Linked DNA regions of Sus scrofa: region 2 is linked to region 1. A link is a contact called in public HiChIP or PLAC-seq data. All regions are on one chromosome and are shown on one strand. Each heading gives the region's core, a stretch centred on a gene start, on an enhancer-like site or on the middle of the called end of the contact. The rest is flanking DNA. Distances are from core to core; before and after follow the strand shown.

Region 1 (3,382 bases), core at 598-3,097:
GGGATCAAACCCATGCCACAGCAGTGACAATGCTGGATCCTTAACCTGCTGACCCACCACGGAACTCCATACCCAGCTGTCTTTAGCATGCCATGATTATTTTTAGTTAACATTTAGACCATGTGTATTTGCGCTTATACACAGGTCTGGTGGTCTCTGCCATGTAAATCAGTCCTTTGAGAGCTTGCTCACCCCGAGCCAGGCCCTGAGTAAACTGGCCTGGGAAAATGTACTTCTGATCTCATGAAGCCAAGTGGGCTCTGGCCTGAAATGACCTATCTGTGATGTTGAAACAAAGAGATGTCTTTGGTCTAGAGCTGGGAGTTCCTCTAAACTAACTGGCTATTCATCCTGTTGCAGGAACAGACCATTGGGTCTTTGCTGTCTCTTCCAAGTTGAACTCCTTAGTCTACCACATGGCCCTGCTCTGTGGCCTTGTGCCTCTGGCTCAAAGACCCAACAAGGTCTATAGCACACTACCCACTGATCCCTGTGGGCTTCAGGTGACTTAGACCAGCATGACTGAGTAGTACCTAGCATGGCACCTGCATGAAGTGAGGGCAAGTTCAGCTGGCTGGGGCTAGTGGATGCCTCCTTTCTAGGAGTTCTCCTGCCACCTGATATCATGCAGTAACCTCAACATCCCCAAGGCCAATCTAGGGATCCAGCCAAAAGTCCTGATGAAGCAAATAGTTTTCTGGACAATTTGGAACCTAGGCAGGGAAGGTGAATGACTCACAGCAATACCTACCCAAACCGAACAGGAGCCATAACCTGTGTGGCTAAAGCCCCTAAGGCCTGAAGCAGTTAAGCAAGAGAGGTCTCTGGGAACCAGTTCCAGATACTCTCTCCGGGGCCCTTCTCAGCCTCTCTAGAAGCCCTCAGGGCTTACTATTTTCCCTATAAGTGCTTGGCTATGCCTTTGAGCAATGTCACCAAACAAGTTAGCTCAATCAGCCCTTCTGGCCTGGAGGGAGGGAGGGCCTTTCAAGAGCCCTTCCCACTGGCTCCCTATCACTCTTGCTTCCTCTTCCTGCTTAGATAGTGCTCCATCCCACCTTCACCCTTTGAGGAGTGGTCTATCTGGGATGTTGGTGCCAGGCTGCATGAATATGTGGCAGACAGGGTCCAGGTAAGGCTGTGCTGATGCCAACTCCGTGCTTGAGAGTATGGCTTGGAACTTGTCACTGCTGGTGGCCACTCCCCTTTCTGACAAAGGCTGCTCACCCTCCCCCAGCAAACTTGAGCCCAGAATGGGTGGCTCACCCAGGTACAAGAGGTAGCTTGTTCTATGAGCCAAGGCACCCTTGAGAGCAAAGTCTCAAGCCCCAAGATCTTTCAGGAGCTTCCCTGCTCAGCCCACAGTCAACTTCTGTCAATCTTTGAGAGCACTCTGCCCACAGAAAGTGTGTGCATTGAGGAGTGGGGAGAGGGTGTTACTACCTGGCTACTGCCCTTACAGGACTTTGCCCTCCCAGCCAAAGGATAAATTCCAGGCCTCGCCTTTTGTATTTCCCAGCTGGGGGCCAACCGGCTAATGGACCTCAACCGGCAAAGGAACCCCAGAGAGACACAGTCTTCCTACCGCAAATGGCAGCCGAGGGAGGGGGGGCAGTCTTCAAGCTCCTCCCTCCCAAGATGACAGCTCTTTAGTCTCTCGGTTCCCCAGGCCACGTGGGTTGGCAGTCGGACTCACCTGTTTCTCTGGGAGGTGGGGGCAGGACGCACAGAGAAGGCTGGTCACTGCTCTTTGCCGGACCCCCAGGAGGGCATGGGTGTCCGGCTGGGCCCAGACTGGGGGCTCAGGTTCGTGGGACCACGGCCCCCTGCGGATGCAGACATGGCTACAGCGCGGACCGCCGCGCCCCCACCCCCACTGCCCTTCGCCGGCTCAAGAAGACAGCCCTCGCTGGCCTCTCGCGGCCGAGGCCCGGCTCTAGTCGCTGGGCCTGGCCCTGCCCGCCCCCGGGATGCATTGTGGGAAATGTAGTCCGCAGTGCATGGCCGCTGCAGGATGGGGCGGGGCGCCAGGTCCCGGCAGAGCCTGGGTTGGGGGTTGGGGCGGGGGTGCCTCATCACACTGTTTTCTCCAGGGTCCCGTACGATCCCAGGCACCTACCCAAACCCCAGGTGGACTGCAGGCTCAGACTTCTCAGCCCTTCCGCCCGAGCCAGTAAGAGGTTTATTTCAAGGGAAAGACAGGGACGTTGGCGTTGTTTCCTCCACTTACTGTGGAAGGTCAGTGCAAGTTTGGGGGATGAATAAATGTCGCTAGTGAGCCCGGCCCCCACCAGCTGTAAAGGGTGTAGGCACACCAATTGCTGCTTTTAAAAAAAATCGTTTTAGCCATGTCTTAATATATAAGTATGAGTCTCTAGAATGGTAGTTCTCAACTCTACACATAGGATGGCCTGGGGAACTTTAAAAAAAAAAAAAAAAATGCCTGGATACCACCCCTAGGGATTTTGATTTAATTGGTTTGGGTTGGGGCTCAGGCATCAATGCCTTTTTAAAAACTTCCAAGGTCATTTGCCAGGGCAAGGAACCATTCCTACAAACATATGTAATTTCCTAGGTGCAAAGTGATAAAAACAGGAAAACGGAGCTTCCCCCATCAATTTTATTTTTGGAGAACAGTTTAAAGAAATAAAATTAGGTGTTAACCATTAATGACACTGCTCATGTTTCTCTGGAGGAATTATATCACTTCATAACCTCATGGTTAATTCACCCAACAGTTTAGGAATGAAGGAAAAGTCTGAAATCATGCCTTTGATTCTCCCTGCTGCTCCAAGCACCCCAATGCAGTGTCCTGTCTCCATCTCAATCGTACACTGGAATTGGGGGGCGAGCTCTGCCCCTGGGCTTTTCTCATAGTCTCAGACAGCTGCCACTTAGAGCCATCAACACAGCACTGGCCCATGACTGACATGGTGACAAAGCTGTGGCCTTTTACAGGTATGGCTTTGCACAGAGCTATTGGACCCTTGCACATAATTTCAGGGGAGCTTTCTCTTCCCTTTTAGGTAAGAACATGTTAGAAAATGCCCAATTCCTTAACTATCCATTCTCCTAGAAAGGAGAGAGAAGTCTCTCCAAGTTTCCACAGATCACTCAGTATTTTCTTCATGAGCCCAAGAGGACAGGCTCTCTCCCTTAGAGTAACTATCCTTTATATGTGTGTGTGTGTGTGTGTGCGCGTGCGTGTGTTTTAGGCCTGCACCAGAGGCATATGGAGGTTCCCAGGCTAGGGGTCGAATCAGAGCTATAGCTACCGGCCTACACCGCAGTGCCAAATCCAAGCCGCGTCTGCAACCTACACCACAGCTCACGGCAATGCCAGATCCTTAACCCACTGAGCCAGGCCAGGGATCGAACCCAA
Region 2 (3,840 bases), core at 73-2,572, 280 kb after region 1:
GGGAGCTGAAGCAAGGTGTGTGCCAACATGGTGAGGAGGAAGTCTATGCTGAAAAAGACTGTGGGTGGCCAAGCATTGATGACCAAATATTGGTGGCCAGTTCCCTTCCTGGCTTTGTGAACCTTCCTTGTCTTTGAACTGGGGCCTCGTTGCATCAGGTGACATCTCTCCCTATCTTTTTCCCTCTCTCTCTCCTCTTTGGGTCATGCTTGCTGGGTCCCAGGTTGGAGTCCCAGGATGGCTACCTGCAGGAGAATACCTCCCAGAAAATCAGAAAAGGATGGATGTCTTGGATGATTAGAGAAGTTATCCCAGTTGAATGAGATAGTCTGGGCAAAGGTGGCATTAGACCTTTTTCTCTTTCTTCTTTTTCTTTTTCTGTCTTTTTAGGGCCGCACCTGGTGCATATACAGGTTCCCAGGCTAGGGGTTAAATTGGAGCTGCAGCTGCCCGCCTACGCCACAGCCACAGCAATGCCGGATCCGAGCCGCATCTGCAACCAACACCACAGCTCACAGCAACGCAGGATCCTTAACACACTGAGCGAGGCTAGGGATCGAACCTGCGTCCTCGTGGGTACAAATCAGATTCCTTTCCGCTGAGCCACGACAGGAACTCCTCTCTGTCTCTATCTCTCTTTTTTTAACTGCAGCTTTGAGAGAGAAGGGGCCAAACCCACTTTAAGACGAAGAAAAGCGGCAGTCCAGAGAGCCTCCGGGGCGCTGTAGATCCCAAAACAAGTTTATTGGGTTCATTAACTTTAACAAATGACGAAGACACGCCTCCTCTACTCATCTCGCTCGACTCTCAGAAGCTTGGAGGGCTGGTTCCTGCTTGGCCCGCGAGGTGCACCGGATCCTCATCCTCGGGCTACGAGATCCGCCCGCCCCCGCCGTCGGGCAGCGGAGCTCCAGGCGCTCCGCACCCAATCGGAGCCCGGCCCCGCCTGCGATCAAAGCTTCTGTGCTAGGCTCTACCCCTACAGCTATCCCTTGGCGTGGCTCCGCCTTCAGCCCGCACCGAGTTTGGGCTGCGCCTAACTTCTCCCTCGAGCCAATCACTGACCCCGGGTCTCCTGTGGCCCCGCCTCCGGGCCCGCCCCGGCCCAGTCCTCGGCCAGACTAGCTCGGGCCCCACCCCCGGCCCGCCCTGCCGTCGGTGCGCGGCGGCCTGGAAGGCACCGCCTGCAGACGCTCGGAACTGCGGACCCGAGAGCTACCCGTAGAGGGCCGGCGGCGGCGGGAGCCGAGTGGGTCGGGCGGGGCCGAGCCGGGCCGGGGCCGTGTGGTGGCCGGGCAGCGGCCGGGCCGGCGGACGGCGGGATGGGCTGCACCGTGAGCGCTGAGGACAAGGCGGCGGCCGAGCGCTCCAAAATGATCGACAAGAACCTGCGGGAAGACGGCGAGAAGGCGGCGCGGGAGGTGAAGTTGCTGCTCTTGGGTGAGGCCGCGTCCTGCGCTGGGACCCCTGATTCCCTACCCAAATTCCCTACTTTGACCTGCGGACTAGTGTTTCGAACTCCCACACTCGGCCTGGACTTAACCCCGTAGACCCGCCTGGCAAGGACATACAAATAAATAATGGATCAAAACTCAGGGTTGGCCTAGACCTCTCAGATCCAGAGCCCAGACTCTAGATCAGACTCAACTCATCCCAAACCCCGGGCCCCCAAACCCAGACACTGGTGCCTCAACATCCGCTGCCCAGAATTCTGTCTGACCATCCACCCTTACTGACCAGCCTCATAGACCTTCGGAGCCTCTGCCTTGTCTTTACATCCTTACCTAGACTTTACCCAAACCCCCAGAATCCCATTCAGACCCCATCCTCAGGCACCACCTGTTCCCTCACTAGCTCCCCCTCTTCCTATTGGGCATGAGTATCTCCAGGGGCCCCTCCCAGGCCCCCACTCACTCCCTCCTTTACCCTCTGTGCCTCATCTTCATTCTAGACCCTATATCCTCCACCTGTGCACCTTGACCCCAAGAGACCTCTCAAGTGGGATTTTGGTTTGAACTTATCAAATGAGATGATTACTTAATAAGCTCTCCCTCCAGCCTTTAGAGACCCCCCCCTGCTCCCTGCTCTGCCTCTGCCTCACCGACTCCCTCTCTGCATGCATCTCACCTCAGATCCTCTGCTCCCCAGCTCTTAAGTCCTCTCTCACACTCTGGTCTTTTCTAGATTCCCCCACTCTTCCTGCACCAGGTAGGCTGAGCTGGGAAGACAGGCCCCAGACACCTAGGGGGCTGGACTGAGGCTCCACTTGGTCACATCCGGGAGGGGACCAGGCCTCAAGCTTCCCAGAGAGTTCTGCGGGCTGTCTATCTGCTTCCTAGTTTCTAAGCCCTGTCTGGGCCGGTGGGTGGGGGGAGGGGGTGTCTGGGAGTAGGAAGGAGTGTGGAGGAGTTCGGGTTGCGTGGCCTCCAAGGCCAGGGAAGATGGTGGCTGCTTGAGGGGTGGGGGGAAGTGGAAGTGGTGAGACAGCCGACATATTGCTGCCCCCGGCGGGCAGGCCAAGGAGATCTGCTGACGGGTGTGGGCCTCCCACACCCCTTCTGGGCCCAGCGGCCTGGGACATGGCCTCTGGGAGTAGGTGGGCTTGTCGGATCTTGCCCTGCGAGGGAGGGAGTGGTGGACCAGCTGGTTGAATAGTTGGGGGCCCTCTAGGGTGGGCATCTGAAGTGGACTTGTGCAAAGACTGTGGGTCTGGTAGTGGTCCCTGTCCAGCCTCCCACTGCGAGCAGGTGTGGTGCCCAGTGGCAGCCTGATTTAGAGGGATTTCAAGGGGGAGAGGGGAGGGAGACCCTCCTGGCATCGTTGGAGGCTGGACTGTATATGTGGGGGGGTGTGGCCCCTCATCCCCAGAGCTGTCTTGGGGTCCCCAGGCTGTGAAAAGTGGGGCTTTTCACGCCGGGCGTATGGCTGAGAGACAGGATGTCTTCCATCCTGGGCTCATCTGTTGACTGTCCCTGGGGGCCCGGCCTCAGGGGCACAGCCCCGGAGATTTCAAAATGGCATCCGCTCAGCCGCCGCCGCTGCGGGGAGGAAGAGAAGGGGCGGGAAGGGGCGGCGGCCCAGCCTCCTGGGCTGTTTTGCGTTGGGCGCTTGCCTCTTCCTGTCTCTGCTGCGAGTGCGGCAGCGGCAGTGAGTGGCAGTGAGTGGGTGTCACCGCGGTGGAATGCCCATCTCTGCTGCCCGTTGGGCCTGGGGATGGTGCTTCCGGTACTGCTGCCTCCCAGTGCCCGGCCGGGGGCCTCTAGCCAGCCCCTTCCAGGCCGATGGCAGTTATGGTGGCTCCTGAGGAGACCTGAAATTGGGCCATGGAGCTGGGGCACACAGAGCCTCTGGCCTGTTCCGCGTCTTGACCCTATCCCACCAGTCTTGCTCCTTGAACCCCAGCTCCTGTTTTGGGCCTGGAGACCCCTCCCATACTGGGCTGGCAGCAACCAGGGGTGCTCAGCATTTTCTAGGCTGGGGAGTCCATCTCAGCATCCTGGCCCTCTGGCCTTCTCTTCCTTTGTGAAATGGGCTTCCTGGGTTTGGGCCAGAGGAGTGCTGTGTCCAGGATGGGGAAAACAGGGCCCTCGTGGAGTGGGGGTTGGGGGCTAAGATCCTGCAGAGGATGCATCACCAAAGGGGCTGGAGAGGATGCACCACCAAAGGGGCTGGGCCACCAAACTTTGCCTGAAATTGAGGACCTGATCTGCCAGGGCTGCGTGGGGAAGGGTCCTGGCTGGCCATCCCTTTTCCATCCAGGCACAGGGAGGTGATGCAGTTGAGCCCAGCTGAGGCAGCTTCAGAGTGCTGGGCTCCTGTCCCACGTAGCGGGAAAGACTC

The links. HiChIP or PLAC-seq counts read pairs in DNA pulled down with a chosen protein or histone mark.
Region 2: a contact with region 1 is called in an H3K27ac HiChIP or PLAC-seq map of alveolar macrophages. The contact joins the promoter of GNAI2 here to the promoter of MON1A in region 1. A contact is called at or near these places in 3 of 47 Hi-C or Micro-C datasets (alveolar macrophages, embryonic fibroblasts and liver) and 1 of 2 datasets of contacts at active chromatin or transcription factors (alveolar macrophages).

The regions. Positions count from the first base shown.
Region 1 is chr13:32,435,888-32,439,269 of Sscrofa11.1, forward strand. It overlaps MON1A (MON1 homolog A, secretory trafficking associated), which reads right to left and starts at 1,848. Exons shown (of 7, transcript NM_001243701.1): 1 at 1,697-1,848.
Region 2 is chr13:32,711,551-32,715,390 of Sscrofa11.1, forward strand. GNAI2 (G protein subunit alpha i2) reads left to right here and starts at 1,323. Exons shown (of 8, transcript NM_001123116.1): 1 at 1,323-1,440. The coding sequence starts at 1,323.